Regions from separate parts of the Sus scrofa genome. Here regions 2 and 3 are each linked to region 1. Evidence: chromatin contacts called from public Hi-C data. All regions are on one chromosome and are shown on one strand. Each heading gives the region's core, a stretch centred on a gene start, on an enhancer-like site or on the middle of the called end of the contact. The rest is flanking DNA. Distances are from core to core; before and after follow the strand shown. Region 1 overlaps RHCE (Rh blood group CcEe antigens). Region 2 overlaps TMEM57 (transmembrane protein 57). Region 3 has its middle 30 kb from the start of LDLRAP1.

What was found. Hi-C and Micro-C count contacts between places; a contact is called where the count stands out from the background.
Region 2: a Hi-C map of skeletal muscle shows a contact between it and region 1, with 3 times the contacts expected there. The contact joins two enhancer-like sites. A contact is called at or near these places in 2 of 5 promoter capture datasets (fetal liver and liver), 25 of 47 Hi-C or Micro-C datasets (adipose tissue, alveolar macrophages, blood and 11 more) and 2 of 2 datasets of contacts at active chromatin or transcription factors (alveolar macrophages and skeletal muscle).
Region 3: a contact with region 1 is called in a Hi-C map of omental adipose tissue, with 1.9 times the contacts expected there. The contact joins two enhancer-like sites. A contact is called at or near these places in 2 of 5 promoter capture datasets (fetal liver and liver), 18 of 47 Hi-C or Micro-C datasets (adipose tissue, blood, embryonic fibroblasts and 8 more) and 1 of 2 datasets of contacts at active chromatin or transcription factors (skeletal muscle).

What each region holds. Positions count from the first base shown.
Region 1 is chr6:82,909,549-82,914,317 of Sscrofa11.1, reverse strand. RHCE (Rh blood group CcEe antigens) reads left to right here. Exons shown (of 10, transcript NM_214378.1): 3 at 3,818-3,968. Among named protein-coding and RNA genes, the nearest start is that of RHCE, 13 kb to the left of the region's middle. Within about 2 kb of position 1,872, at least 44 of the 83 cell types and tissues checked have an H3K27ac peak or open chromatin away from gene starts, as enhancers often do. A contact at or near this core is called in adipose tissue, mesenteric adipose tissue, omental adipose tissue and 1 more, where this site is marked.
Region 2 is chr6:82,979,231-82,983,633 of Sscrofa11.1, reverse strand. TMEM57 (transmembrane protein 57) reads right to left here. Exons shown (of 11, transcript NM_001038646.1): 7 at 1,449-1,607. Among named protein-coding and RNA genes, the nearest start is that of TMEM57, 47 kb to the right of the region's middle. Within about 2 kb of position 1,718, at least 10 of the 83 cell types and tissues checked have an H3K27ac peak or open chromatin away from gene starts, as enhancers often do. A contact at or near this core is called in adipose tissue, mesenteric adipose tissue and skeletal muscle, where this site is marked.
Region 3 is chr6:82,998,194-83,002,688 of Sscrofa11.1, reverse strand. No RefSeq gene overlaps it. Among named protein-coding and RNA genes, the nearest start is that of LDLRAP1, 30 kb to the left of the region's middle. Within about 2 kb of position 1,333, at least 9 of the 83 cell types and tissues checked have an H3K27ac peak or open chromatin away from gene starts, as enhancers often do. A contact at or near this core is called in omental adipose tissue, where this site is marked.

The sequences.
Region 1 (4,769 bases), core at 623-3,122:
GGCCACACCTGAACCATGTGGAAGTTCCCAGGCTAGGGATCACATCAGAGCTGTAGCTGCCAGTGTACGCCACAGCCATGTGGGATCTGAGCCACATCTGGGACCTACACCACAGCATATGGCAACACCAGATCCCTAACCCACTGAGTGAGGCCAGGGGCTGAACCTGCATCCTCATGGTTACTAGTTGGATTCGTTACCACTGAGCCATGGCAGGAACTCCCAGGACTTCTTTATACTAACAAAAAATTCAGATTTCACTGGCATCCTCTGTCTCATCTGACAACTCTACTCTGTGGTCTAACAAGGGGCCCAGATCTACTGCCCTCACTGTGTCCTTTCTTTTTTTATTGATTTTGATTTTGTAAACTTTCACATTAAATATAATTTCAAAGAAAAATGCCTGGAGATAAGACCAAAAGAAATCTCACACTCAGAGAAACAGTCACTTGAAAAGTACTCTCAGTCCTCAAATGCTGGTGGACAAAAGAGCTATCCAAGTTAAATGAACTTTGATCTATTTAGCTAGCTTTGCAAGAAATTCTAAGAACTAGCCAAATTAACTTGTGTTACCAGAAGTCAGAATAATGGTTACCTGGGCAAGGTGTTCATTGATTAAGAAGGGGCCCAAAAGAAGCTTATGGGGTTCAGTAAACATTCTCTCTGTTACCCTGGGTGATGGTTACACAAGAGTACATGTGTACATATACACACATATATACATGCATGTCATTATACATACATGGATGCTATGGATCCGGTGTTGCTGTGAGCTGTGGTGTAGGTTGCAGACTCGGCTCGGATCTGGTGTTGCTGTGACCGTGGTGTAGGCTGGCAGCTATAGCTCCTATTAGACCCCTAGCCTGGGAATCTCCATATGCCTCAGGTGCGGCCCTGAAAGGACAAATGACAAAAAAAAAAAAAAAAAATCGTTTTTTGATTTTATCCAATTCTGAATCCCTATCTTGCCCAGATGATGGTAAATCCCATCTCAGGTGTCTTGGGGACCCCATCACGTTTCCAGGCCACTCTACCTTCCCCTCTGGGCACTGCTGCTGAACACCCTTCCATGAGCCAGGCTCTGTGCTGTGTTTGTAAAGTCACAAACATTATTTGTTTAACCCTTCTGAGTAGGGGGTCTGAACTAAATGCTCAGAGATCCTAAGACATTTGCCTGGGATCACACACCCAGCTGCGTGGTGGACATGGCTTCAGTTTTAACTCTCTGTAACCTTCCCCACACACTCCAGAGTGATCATGACAAGAAACATAATCTAGCCAGCTCCCTACTAGCCCAGAAACAAACTCCACCCGAGCATGATAATGTGAGAAAAAAGAATGTGTACATGTATGGTGACTAGGTCACCATGCTGTACAGTAGAAAATTGACAGCACACTGTAAACCAGCTATAATGGGGAAAAAAATCATTATATAAAAGAAAAAAAAATAAAACCACTTTAGAGCTGATCCCCATGGGGATTCAATAACCGCCCCCAGTAACCGCCCAGGAAGTGACAAAGGGCACTCTGGGGGAGCTCTGACAGGATGGGCCTCAGCTCAAGGCCACACATGCCTTTGGCCTCCTGCACTAAGTTTCCAGACATTTCCAGGCTGCCCTCTTCTGACATCCTGCCTGCAGGGATCCGTTTGCTCTTGACTCAATCTGGAAAGACAAGCAGAGGCCATTTATGGCCTGAGTGAACGCCCCTGTCCCGCCCTGACCACGTGGGTCCTCCCAGCTGTGACCCCCAGAAGGACTGGCCCCACAGATTTGAACAATGGGCTCCTTCCTGGCCTTTCCTGCTCTGGCTGGGCTGGTGGGCGGTGCCCGGGCTCACCTCCCAGACAGGCCCTCTCCCTCCCCCGTGGCCTCACCCACACCATGCGGCCTGACTTGGCACCGCCTTGGTTCTGCCTTGAGTCACCGACGACCAGTCCCTGCACGGCAAAGGCCTGTCTTATTCAGCTTTGTTTTCCTCACCTAGTAAGGACTTAGTGAATGGTTGTTGGAACAAAGATGAAAATAAAAAGAACCCTAGAAGGTGTGATGTTTTTCATGCCTTATGTTGAAAGGCCCAGGAGGGTCTGTCATAGCAATAACCAGCCCCCTTATTGGGCTTAACTCACTTTGCCCTCCCAACAGCTCTGTAAGCCTTGCCCCTGCCTCACAGATGAGGATGCTGAAACACAGAGTGGTGAAGTATTTGGCTCAAGACCACACAGCCAGGAAGTGGCTGGGTCAGGATTGCAACCCAGGAAGCCCAGACAGAGGCGGGTCCTAAGTCCTGTACTTCACGTTCTCCACACCGCCCTGATCCCATCTGGCCCCTGGGGGGCTGCAATCTCGCCACTGGCACACAATCTCTTGAATTAGACCTTTGCCAGTTAAATGAGCACTCCCCCAAAGGTATCACCTGACCAGCCACGGCAAAACACGGGGTGACCCTCCAGTCCAAATAAGTCCTGGTACCTGGGAGGCTTCTTCCCCATATCCTTCCCTGCAAAGTGCCTTAAGCAAGACACAGCATTGGCAGCCAACACCGGGAAGGCCGGATCCAAACTTCAGAGCACAGGCTTTGGATCCAGGGCAACTGGGTAGGTTTAAGCCTCACATTTGTCATTAACGAGCTATGTGGCCATTACCCAAAAAGTGACTCCTTCTCTTTTCAATGTCCTCTCCTATAGAATGGAGGTGCCAAATGGTACCCTAGCACCATTTACAGAGGGTTCCTTGGTTTCAAATATAAACGACCTGATGGATTTGCAAGTCTGTTGAACACAAAGCTGAATAGATGATGATGGTGATAGCAGTGGTCGTGGTTTGTCATCAACTCCCAGGGGGAAAGGTGCCCAGAAGAGGGTCAGTTTAACAACCATGGATTGTCTGGCTCCGTGCCACCTCCCCCAGGAAGCCCTCCCTGATGAGTCCAGTTTACAGTGCTCTCTCCCTCCAGTGACCCCCTCTCGCCTCGTGATATCACAGATGGTCTGAATCGACTGGGTCGTGATGTCAGCCTTGTCACCCCGGTTGAATCATAAATGCCTTGAAAACGAAAAGCGTTTTCTCCTTCAGAATCCCCACCCTAAGCTTGCTCATTCGTCAAGAGAAGGAGGAATCCGTAATAGTCCTGAGTTAGCTCTCTGTGCCCGTCATGGTGTGCTGGACACACATGCATATGACTCCTTTCTGATCCCCCACAGCCCTCCCATGAGATAAGTATGACCATCATTCTTCTTTTACAGATGGAGAAACAGGCTCAGTGAGATTAAATAGCTGCTCGAGTGGCAAAGCTGGACCTGGAAACCAGGCTTGTCCTGCTTCCAAACCCAGTCTCTTTCCACTACATGGAGAAGGAGAGATGAGGGTGGCCTGTGACTGAAGGACAGGCAGGCTGGCGAGTAAAGAGCGCCCTCTATTGAGCATCTGTGAGTGATGCCGCCCAAGAGATGGTGAGGGCGGAATCCCAGTTAACAGATCCCAGAGGGGGGACCCTCGGGGAACCACCAGCCTCTGTTAACACACCCTGACCTTCCCATGAGAACCTCAGCGCACCCTCACAACAGATGAGTGTGTGTAGGTCCATCTCGCAGAGTGTGGCTGCCACCCCGATGGGGGAAGGGGACAAAGGAGACCCCAGGCTGGGTAGCATCTAGCCTCATGAGAGTAGGAAGTTTGTCTACTCATTCTCTTACTCCAGTTTCTCGGACAGTGTTAGGCAGAGAGCAGGTCCTCAACAAGTGTTTGTTGAATGAGTGAATGAAGGCGCGAGAGGCATTCTTCCTCCTTAGTCATCGCTGTCTTTCCCCCCTCCCCAGTATTCAGAGAGCCACCGTGAGCGCTACGTCTGTGCTGATCTCAGCGGGTGCCATCCTGGGGAAGGTCAACCTGGTGCAGCTGGTGTTCATGACAGTGATAGAGGTGACCGCCTTCAGCACCACAAGGATGGTGGCCAAGAGATTCCTCAATGTGAGTCACGGCGCTTGGGAGGAGGGGCCTCGGGGATGAAGGGTGAGCAGGTGGGAGAGGAGGGCTCTGTCTCCATTTGGTAAAGTTTCTGGGACTAAAATAAAAAAGAGACAGGCCAAAATAGGGCTCTGAAAGTGTGGTCTATACCAGCATATAAACAACATCCAAAATATGATATATAAGATTGTACTCTTCAAAGGATAATTATGGGATGGATACAAAGACAGTTAATTCCTGGGGTCCCATGGGCAGTGGTCTCGAAGGTTACAGTGGCCAGTGTCTTCTTTCAAACCAGGCAGTGTGTGTCAGGAAGAGGACACACAATCTAACTGGGGGAGACAGTCAGAAGCCTACAGCTGAGGCCAGCTGTGAAGGTGAAGTTGGTCCAGATGGCTCTCCTGGCTCCTCTGCCATAGCCCTGACCCTGAGGTCAGGTACAATGAAGTGAGATGGGAGCTGATTGCAAGGGGAAAAGCAGATGCCCTGAGAGGGAAAGTGATGGCTTAAGAGCACACAGCAAGGTAGTAAAAGAACCCAGATGAGAAAAAGAGCTCAGCCTGGTTCAGGAGAAAGAGAGCTGGACTTGGAGTCAAAGATTGAGGTTGGTCTCCCAGCTATGCCCTCAATGCCCCCCGTGACTCTGGGATAGACAGGTTTAGCTTCTTCATCTGCAGTGTGAGGATACCATTGCTACCACATAGGGCTTGGGCAGTAATGGAATTAATTAAATGAGATGATGCATGCTTGTTCACTTGGTTTTTTGTTGTTGTTTTGGTTTGTTTTATTTGCGAGGCCTCAATA
Region 2 (4,403 bases), core at 469-2,968, 69 kb before region 1:
GCAATTCCTAAATACCATCAACAAGCTGCCTTACATGATACAGAATCAGACCAAGCCTCTTCTCTACTAACATGAGTGATCTATAGAAGGTAATCCAGAAAATAGATAAAATAAGTTTCTTTTCTTTTTTTTTTTTTTTTTTTTTGTTTTTTTGTCTTTTTGCCTTTTCTAGGGCGGCTCCCGTGGCATATGTAGATTCCCAGGCTAGGGGTCTAATGGGTTGCGCCAGAGCCACAGCAACGCAGGATCCGAGCCGTGTCTGCAACCTACACCACAGCTCACGGCAACGCCGGATCCTTAACCCACTGAGCAAGGCCAGGGATCGAACCCACAACCTCATGGTTTCTAATCAGATTCATTAACCACTGCACCACGATGGGAACTCCTAAAATAAGTTTCTATCAGAGGAAAAGATAACTGTAGAACTAATTCTAGTGGCCCAATGCACCCTGAAAGAGCTTCAGTCTGAGACCAAGGAACAACTGATAGAACCAGCCCCAGTGAAACTGAAGAGTGGGAGGGAAGGTCTTTCTTTGCCTGAATAAAATATGCTGCAGCCTAAAGCTGCCTTTCTTTTCCAGCTGTGAGATGTTTTCTCTGAGTATCCCAAAATAGATCCTGTAGTTGTCGACTCCCAGGATGCTTCATTTCAGATAGAAATTTAAGCCACATTCCCTTCCTGCTACTATCACTCCCAGCTTCATATATAAGGTGAGTTTCTCTCAATAGATCAGCATAAGGGGAGATGTTCTCTATGTAACAATGCTAGAGCCGACACACACATGCGTGGGTCCGAAGCAACGGAAAGGTTATTTGCCTATAATGCTCTAGCTTTGAGCCATAGTTCTTGAAAATGCTGAAGGAGTGCTCTTTCACGGGCAAGTGCAGAAAGTTCAGAGCTTAGAACAGTAATCACTACCCCCAGACACATAATGCTTAAAGATTAAAAAAAAAAAGACCCACACTGAGTCAAGAAGTAATTCCAGAATGAGCATAAAATAATTCACACAGAAGCGCTGGTTTTTTGTCTGCCTCTTCAAATAAAGTCAAAGTTCAGTGTCATTTTTTAGTTCCAGAAAACAAAGTAAATAGAGTTTAATCCTCTAGAAACTTTCACTCAAAAAAGCAAGAGTTTCAAACTGAGGCAGAAATACTTCTTGTCAATTTTACTCATTACAAAAAAAGTTCAATAGCTATTTTAAACTAAGAAAAGTCATTAAATGAGAGAAGACAAAATAGTAATATTAACAAACTGTTTTGTTACAATGAAATAAGATTTTACAGATTTTATAACATGTTGAATATCTGGTCCTAAATAAAATAAACATTTTATTAAAAACCCCCCTGCTAGGTCTCTTTGTCATCAACAATCTTGTGCTCCAATCCCAGGAAACAAGAGCGACGTGAGGCTGCGTGGCTCATGGCCAAAGGCCCAGAGGTACACGTACTTGTTCTGCAGCAGCTCATTCTCCTGCCGGAGCTGGCCCATTTCTGAGCGGATCCCTCGTTCGGTGCTGGAGAGGGAGCTGATCTGACTGCGGAGCTCCTGTTCCACTTGCCTGCTGGCCTGCAGGTCAGCCTTTAATTTTTTAATGTCTTGTTCCAGCCTAGGAGAAGGAGAAACGCAGCATCTTCATCACTGAGAGGGCACTCACAGGGCTCTGTGGGAGACCCTGGCTGAAGTCCCGACTGCTGGGCGGATGCGGAGCACCCCTCTGGTAGCTCCTGACATCACCGCAACTCCTGTCTGCAACTAGCCTTTGACTGAGGGCTTCCACCTGGGTCCCCACCTCTTCCCACCAGATGGTAACTTTTGGTTCGCCCCCAAATATTTATGGACATTGACAGGTGAAGATGGTGCTTGTGAATATATCTGATCTGCTCAGAAAGGAGCAGGGGCAGGTAGGGGGAGAGTGGCTGAAGGGTAAAATCCTCCCTATTAATGAATTTCCCATGTCCCTCAGCAAGAGAGATATGTTAATAACAACCAGCAAAACCCACCTGCTCTAAGATGTTCTGATAAATCAGAATCTGCTGTCCAAGATTCCCTCCCAACCATGGGTCTGGAAGAAATTGCTAAAATCGCTAGCATCCTTGCTAAATGATGTTCACACATGTGGTGATTATGACAGAAGAGCCCATTAGACTCAACAATAATGAAAAAAGGAATAAATTAGATGATCTACAAACTATAAGAAAACTCCATCTGTGAAATGAAGCTTATTTTCTCCTTTCAATTGCTTACTCCTGTTCCATCTATTTTCTTTAATACAGTAATAGTTTCTTTTTTGGCTGTGCCCACAGCATGTAGAAGTTCCCAGGTCAGGGGTCAGACCCACGCCACAGCAGCAACCAGAGCCACTGCAACGACAATGCCAGATCCTCAACCCACTGTGCCACAAGAGAACTCCCAGGAATAGTTTCATTTTAAGCAATATGTATTGAGGAACTACTAAACGAACATGTAGGACTGAAAAGGGTCAACAGAAAGTATAAAGTCAAGCCCCTTTCTTCATGAGAGAACTTTACAATTTCACTAGGGGCCAATAAACAGGCACTTAAAATGGTTAAACAATAACACGGGAAGGCCATGGTTAAATACATGTTACAAAGAATAACTAATATTTAATGAGAACTTATGTTCCAGGCCTTGTTCTGTAGGCTTTAGTGGTATGAACTCAATGTGTACAACTATGGGCTAAATTGAATAACCCTGGCAATTATCAGTCCCATTTTTAGAGATGAAGAAATCTAGATTCAGGAAAGTTTCCAGCCCAAGGTCATGAAGGCAGCCTAGCTCGAGCGCACTCTCTTCTCCAGCAGGCCAAACTGTGGCTCCCTCATCTCCCTCCCTGGGGAGAAGAGCCACATGAGTTCTGAGGAGAGAAGATAGGAACTGAGTTGGGCCTCAAAGCTGGGCAGGCTATGGAGAAGCAGAAGGGGAGGAGAACGCTTTCCACACAAGGGGAAACATGTCCCAAAGCTCAAAAACAAGAGAGCCACAGATATCTGGGGGCAGAGTAGTCCGTCTGGCCTCTGGGGAAGGCTTGTACTCTGGGAACAGAATGCGAAGGGATAGAAGAAATCTGGCAGATGGGACTGCAGAGAATGGAACTGACGGTCAGGCCAAGGAAGACTGCCAAATGACACTCAGAAGACACTATTTCCTACAAATACGTGGGTTGGCAAAAGTCAGCCAGCTCTGATGAGACGCTTGTGCCTTTCATTAATCCACCATCCCAAGAGAAGAAAAACTTCTGGAGGGCAATGGTGATTTCTCCTTTGAACTGCCAACTCCACAGACTGGATCCTTATAGATGTTTTATGAAGCACAATATCCCCAGGGCCCTTTACAGTGATCAACACTTACTAAATACGTATCTGTGTGTCCTTAGAAAACCAAAGAGCAGCTCTATTTACCTGTCTACCTTTAGCCAACTGAAACAAAATCTCAAAATCCAAAAGCCACAAAATTTGATGGTTATCTCCCAGGCACAGTGGCCACTCCCCTGTCCAGTGTCTGGGAGCACAGACTAGAGACCCCGTGTTCCAGAAGTGCTGCTGGGTCTCTTGACACAGCTTGCTCCCCAGGGAAATCGACATCATGCCACGCTTTCCCTATTGCCAGGGTTATTCCAGCTGAATGTACTCCCGGAACTGCTCTAACGATTACCGACTGGCATTTATACCACCCCATGCCATCCCTCAGTCACCCAAAGTAACCCAAGGGATGTTTGCCAAAACAGGTCAATGCTGTCAGATTATCCCCATTTAGAAATCTGGCTGAAGACGTGTTAGGTAATTTATCTTCCTAGAGAAGTCAATTTCGCAGTCTAAGGACTGCATTTTTAGTAGAAAGGTTGAGTTTTAAGAAGAGAATAGGGACCCAGCATGGTTTAGAAATGGGGTTTAGGATCAGGATCCTAGACTCAACTCTGATGCCAACTCTGTGACGCTGGGCAAGGCCTGTACATGTCACAAGGTAACCTTTGTAATGTTCCCCACAAACGATCTCTAAGGTTCCTCCCAACTGGTCTAGGATTTCTAGGCCTGACACACTTAGCACTGGCCGCTGATCTGCTCCTTCAGATGAGCAACCTAAGCTGTATCATGTGCAGAGGCCCAGGAATCAGGTTCCACAGAACCAGCCTCTGGGGCAAAGTATGTGCTGCAGTTGGGTATGAAAGAAAAGTTAAATCTACAAAAGCTAGATGTCAATAATTTTTAAGTTACTGATTTTTGGAATTTTTAATCTATAGAAGCCAAATTTTCCTACTATGAACTAAGAATAACAATATTCTAAATGAAACTTCAGAGTTCCTTGAAACATGTAAAAAACCGAAGAGTGCAGTCATGACAGCAAAATGTGTAAAATATCTACAATATAACTTCTGGAGACCACA
Region 3 (4,495 bases), core at 84-2,583, 89 kb before region 1:
GTATCAGTCAGCTTTAGCTGTGGCAGCAAACAGCCCCCAAATTTCAGTGGCCTCCACCAGTAACGTTCTTGTTGTTGTTGTTCACGGGTCTAAGGGTTGGTTTTGACTCAGCTCAGCTCCCAGCCACGTGTGGCCCCTCTGTGGGAAGGACTCTTTTCCTGACAGAGAGCCAGAGGCGAGCCTGAACCACTCAGGTGCATTTAAAGCTTTGGCTCAGATGGGGCACAGGGGACGTCCATTCACATTCCAGAAGCCAGGTGATAGCCGGGAGGGTGGGTGGTTAATCCTCGGTGGGGCTGGAGTGGCCAGTGGGGAACAATAATATGCGTCTACCACAGGATCTTGCTCAAGAGAGGCTGGGTCATGGACTCATTCACTCAGGGGCAGGGCTGGGGCCCCGCTGAGCAGTTCTTGCCTCTGAGAGCCAAGAGGCTGACTGGCTGACTCCCTCCCATCTTTCCCAGCTGGCTTCTCAACTTCCACAACCGTGTACACCCATCCCTTTCCATTCAATTCCCTTTTGCCTTTTTTTTTTTTTTTTTTTTGGTCTTTCTAGGGCTGCACCTGCAGCATATGGAGGTTCCCAGGCCAGGGGTCAAATCAGAGCTACAGCTGCTGACCTACACCACAGCCTCAGCAATGCAGGATCCGAGCTGCATCTGCGACATACACTACAGTTCACGGCAACGCAGGATCGTTAACCCACTGAGTAAGGTCAGGGATTGAACCCGCAACCTCATGGTTCCCAGTCAGATTCGTTTCCGCTGCACCAGGGCAGGAACTCCTTATTTTATTTTATTGTCTTTTTTGGTCTCAATTCCTTTTTGGAGTTATAGTGGCCACAGTCCGAGTCTACAGCTTGCAATACAAACACCTCAGATCAGACAAACAGTAACAAATTTGAGGTGATGCTAACAGAATTTCTTTATGGAAACGGGGAGGGGGTGAAGATCAGTGTGATAAAGGGGGCTGGCAGAAGGAGCCCATGACAAGGGCCTGAAGGGTCACCCTAGGGCCAGAAGGCAGAAGAGAGCCCATGAGGTCTCCATGGGGAAGGTGGGCAGAGAGACTGGCTTCTCTGACAGCTCAGGGAAACACCTTAGGGTCCTTGCCCGGCCCCAGGCCCCCAAACACCCACAACCCCTGTTCTGAGGCCCCAGGCCCCAGCCAGGAACCAGGCTTCCTTTCATTTCCTCTAATTCCCAGTTTCACCACCCCGGCTGTACCTTAGAAACTGCTGTGGAATTAAAACAAAACAAAGCCCAGGTCCCTCCCAGCCTGGTTACATCAGGCTCGCAGGGGAGGGCCCCTGGGCTGGGCAGTTTTAAGAGCTCCCCAGGTGGTTCTAAGGAGTGACAGGGTGTAGCCTGAGGCCAGCTTCGTCCAGACCCCGCCCAGGGATGTCAGATCTGCCCTTCTCAGTAGAAAACAAAACAAAATCTAGAAATCTCCCACTTTCAAATGCTTTGTTGCTGTTTTGGCTTTTAATTACATTTAAAATGTGTTTCAAAAACCATTACTTTTATTATAAAGGTAATAGTAAATTTGTTGTGGAAAATTTGGAATATACAGTGAAATATAAAGAAGAAAATGAAAATCACCTATAATTGGGTTCTGAATACAGAATGATTCTAGGATGTTCTGAAAGAAAGTCCCCGCTTTACTGTGCTGGGGGGTGGGATGCCCCTGGAAGTCTTTATGGAAACAGAGTTCCATGTCTTTTTATCTTTTTGTCCTTTTTAGGGCTGCACCCATGGCATATAGAGGTTCCCAGACTAGGGGGTCTGATCAGAGCTGCAGCCCCACTGGCCTACATCACAGCAATGCAGGATCCGAGCCGCGTCTCCAACCTACACCACAGCTCATGGCAATGCCAGATCCTTAACCCACTGAGCAAGGCCAAGGATCGAACCCGCAACCTCATGGTTCCTGGTCGGATTTGTTTCTGCTGCGCTACAGTGGGAACTCTGAGTTCCATCGCAAGGCTGGTCCCTCAGACCATTAATGATTGTCAGAGACAGACTTTGAGAACCTGTCTTATTTTTTAAAATCAGTATTTCTTCCTAATACATAGTAACAAAACTTATAATTAAAAAGAAAGAAATCTTTAGGGAAGAACCTCTGCTGTCCAGTGGAGCTGGCACTGGAGGTGAGAGGGCCTCTTGCTAAGACCGCATGTGCCCTCTAGTGGCAGCCAGAGGGGCTGGCTGCAGGCAGGGCTGGGCCCCAGGGCCCAGCCTTGCTCTCCAGTCAGTGATTCCCACAGGGGGTCCCAGGGACGAAGCCTTACCTGGGAACTTGTTCAAAACCCGGATGTTCACGTTCTCTCCCAACCCTCCTGAATCAGAATCTCCGAGGGTGGGGGCGCGGCAATTTACATTTTAACAAGCCATTAAGCAGGCACTTCTGATGAACCCTAAAGTTTGAGAACCACTGTTTTAGGTAAATGTGGGCCTGGTACCAGATAATGTGCCAAAACAGCACAAGTTCTGAGGACAAAGGGGAAGGGAATGTTGAAAAGCCGACTCTGCTGACAACACCGCCGGCCAAACACACCTCATTGAAGTCCCCGCCAGAAGGTGTCTGGAGGCTTGCAGAGCTTCGGAACAGGGGCAGAATGGACCATGGCCCAGAGGAAACCTGTCTGAGCTTCTTGGATGGGGCTTAAAAGGCCACACCATGTTGATGCTAAGCCTGGGATTCTTAGGACAGAGATCAGAGGTATAATGGCAGATGATTCCAGAACCCTAGCAAGCCCATCCTGAGGGAATAAAAAGAACGAACTTCAGGCAGAGGCAGAGGAATGAAAGGCAAACACTGAAGTAGGACTAAAGCAGGAACAAAGTAAGCCCAAAGAAGAAGGGAGCCAAGAAAAGAAATGTGGTTCCCTTGGGCAAATGGATCAGTCTTTAAGCAGGTACCTTCCTGGAGAAGGATTTCTGTTTTACAATTTGAAGACTGTCAAAATGAAAAAGCCCCACACTGAGGTCAGGTGCAGTGGTGCCAGCACTTGGGGAAATCGGGTCTGAGGCGCCACTTGGCTAAAAACGGCTAGGCCCCCAGCAGCTTCCAGCAGTGAGGTTTTCCTGATGGAGACGTGATTGTTCTCAGGGCATCCAGCTGTTTAGGAAATCTTCGCACCTGGCAAAGTCAAGCAGGAGTTTGTAGAGACAAATCAAGCAAAACAAGGCTTCAGCAGCAACTCGAGACAGGCAGATGGAAGATGTCACGGTGAATATTCCACTTCAAATTTTCTCCTCTCCTAGAAAGAGTTCTGTTTATACTGTCATTCGAATAGTATGATTGCAGGGGTGTTCTGATCCAGGTAAGACACCGTATTTCAGGTTACATGTCTAATCTATTAATTAACTATATTCATTCAGTAAGTATTCATTGAGCACATGCTACGTGGCAGTCATTGCTCTAGGTTCTGGGGTTATAGCAGTAAATAAACAAGCAAAAATTCCTGCCTTTGTAGAGTTTACATTGTAATGGAGGGGAGAGACAACAAAAGCAGGAAAATGTGTAACATTTGAGATTTCCATCTCCAGCTTGCCCCTCATCAATTAAGCTCTTAATTTTTGAAGCTTTGTCTGCTTTTGAGTGTTGGCTGCTTCTGAACTAGCAGAGAGGGACAGTGTTGAGTCTTCGAATTAGGAAAGTCAGCTCAGGTTGGGGCTTCTAAACTATGCATAAACAACTGAATCACCTGGAGACATTGAAGCGGGGCAGGCCCGAGGTGTGGACCACACTGGTGAGGAGCTCCCCAGGGAGTCAGGCCGCAGAGGGCGGGGCGGGGCTTGCTGGGAACTCGGATTCCAGGCAGGCCCCGCCTCACCACCACTGCCAGCTTCAGCCCCTGACCTCGCCATTGGAGGCCCTGGCTGGCAGAGCCTGTTTGTCGTCACTTCACCTAATTCCCACAGCAGCTCCTTCTGCAGTCAGGGCAGCCAGGAACAATTCTCCTTCTTAAAGGTGAGGAAACAGCCCCCACCCCAGAGAGGTTAAGGGGAGGGGGTCACAGATTGCTGGGGCACAGCAGGGAGCAGACTCCCATCCACAGGGCTTGGCTAGGCCTGGAGCAGACGAGGAGCTTTGCAGAGGGGAGAGGCAGGCCTGTGAAGAAACCTGCTCAGCAGTCAGCATCACTGAGTCACAGCCAAGGAGGCATCTCGAGAACTCAGGGGCTCCTTATCCTAGCCAGGTCTAGCTACTGCGGCCCACCTGAAAACAGCTGCCTGGCTGGCCTTCACTGCATTCATTGGCTTTAAGGTGGGTTTCCGGTTTACCTCCTCACCTCCCTTTGGCGTGGTGTGAATTTTGCCAGAAGCAACCTGAGAGCAGTTGTGAGGCATGTTCAGCCCATCCAGGTGGCCTTGCACAGCCCGGTTAATACAGCCCAGGGAGCCTGGGGAACTGGGAGGGCAGAAGGACTCTGCCCTGCCTTCAGGCTGGGAGCCTGAGGAACCGTTCATTCTCATCTTGTGAGATGTCT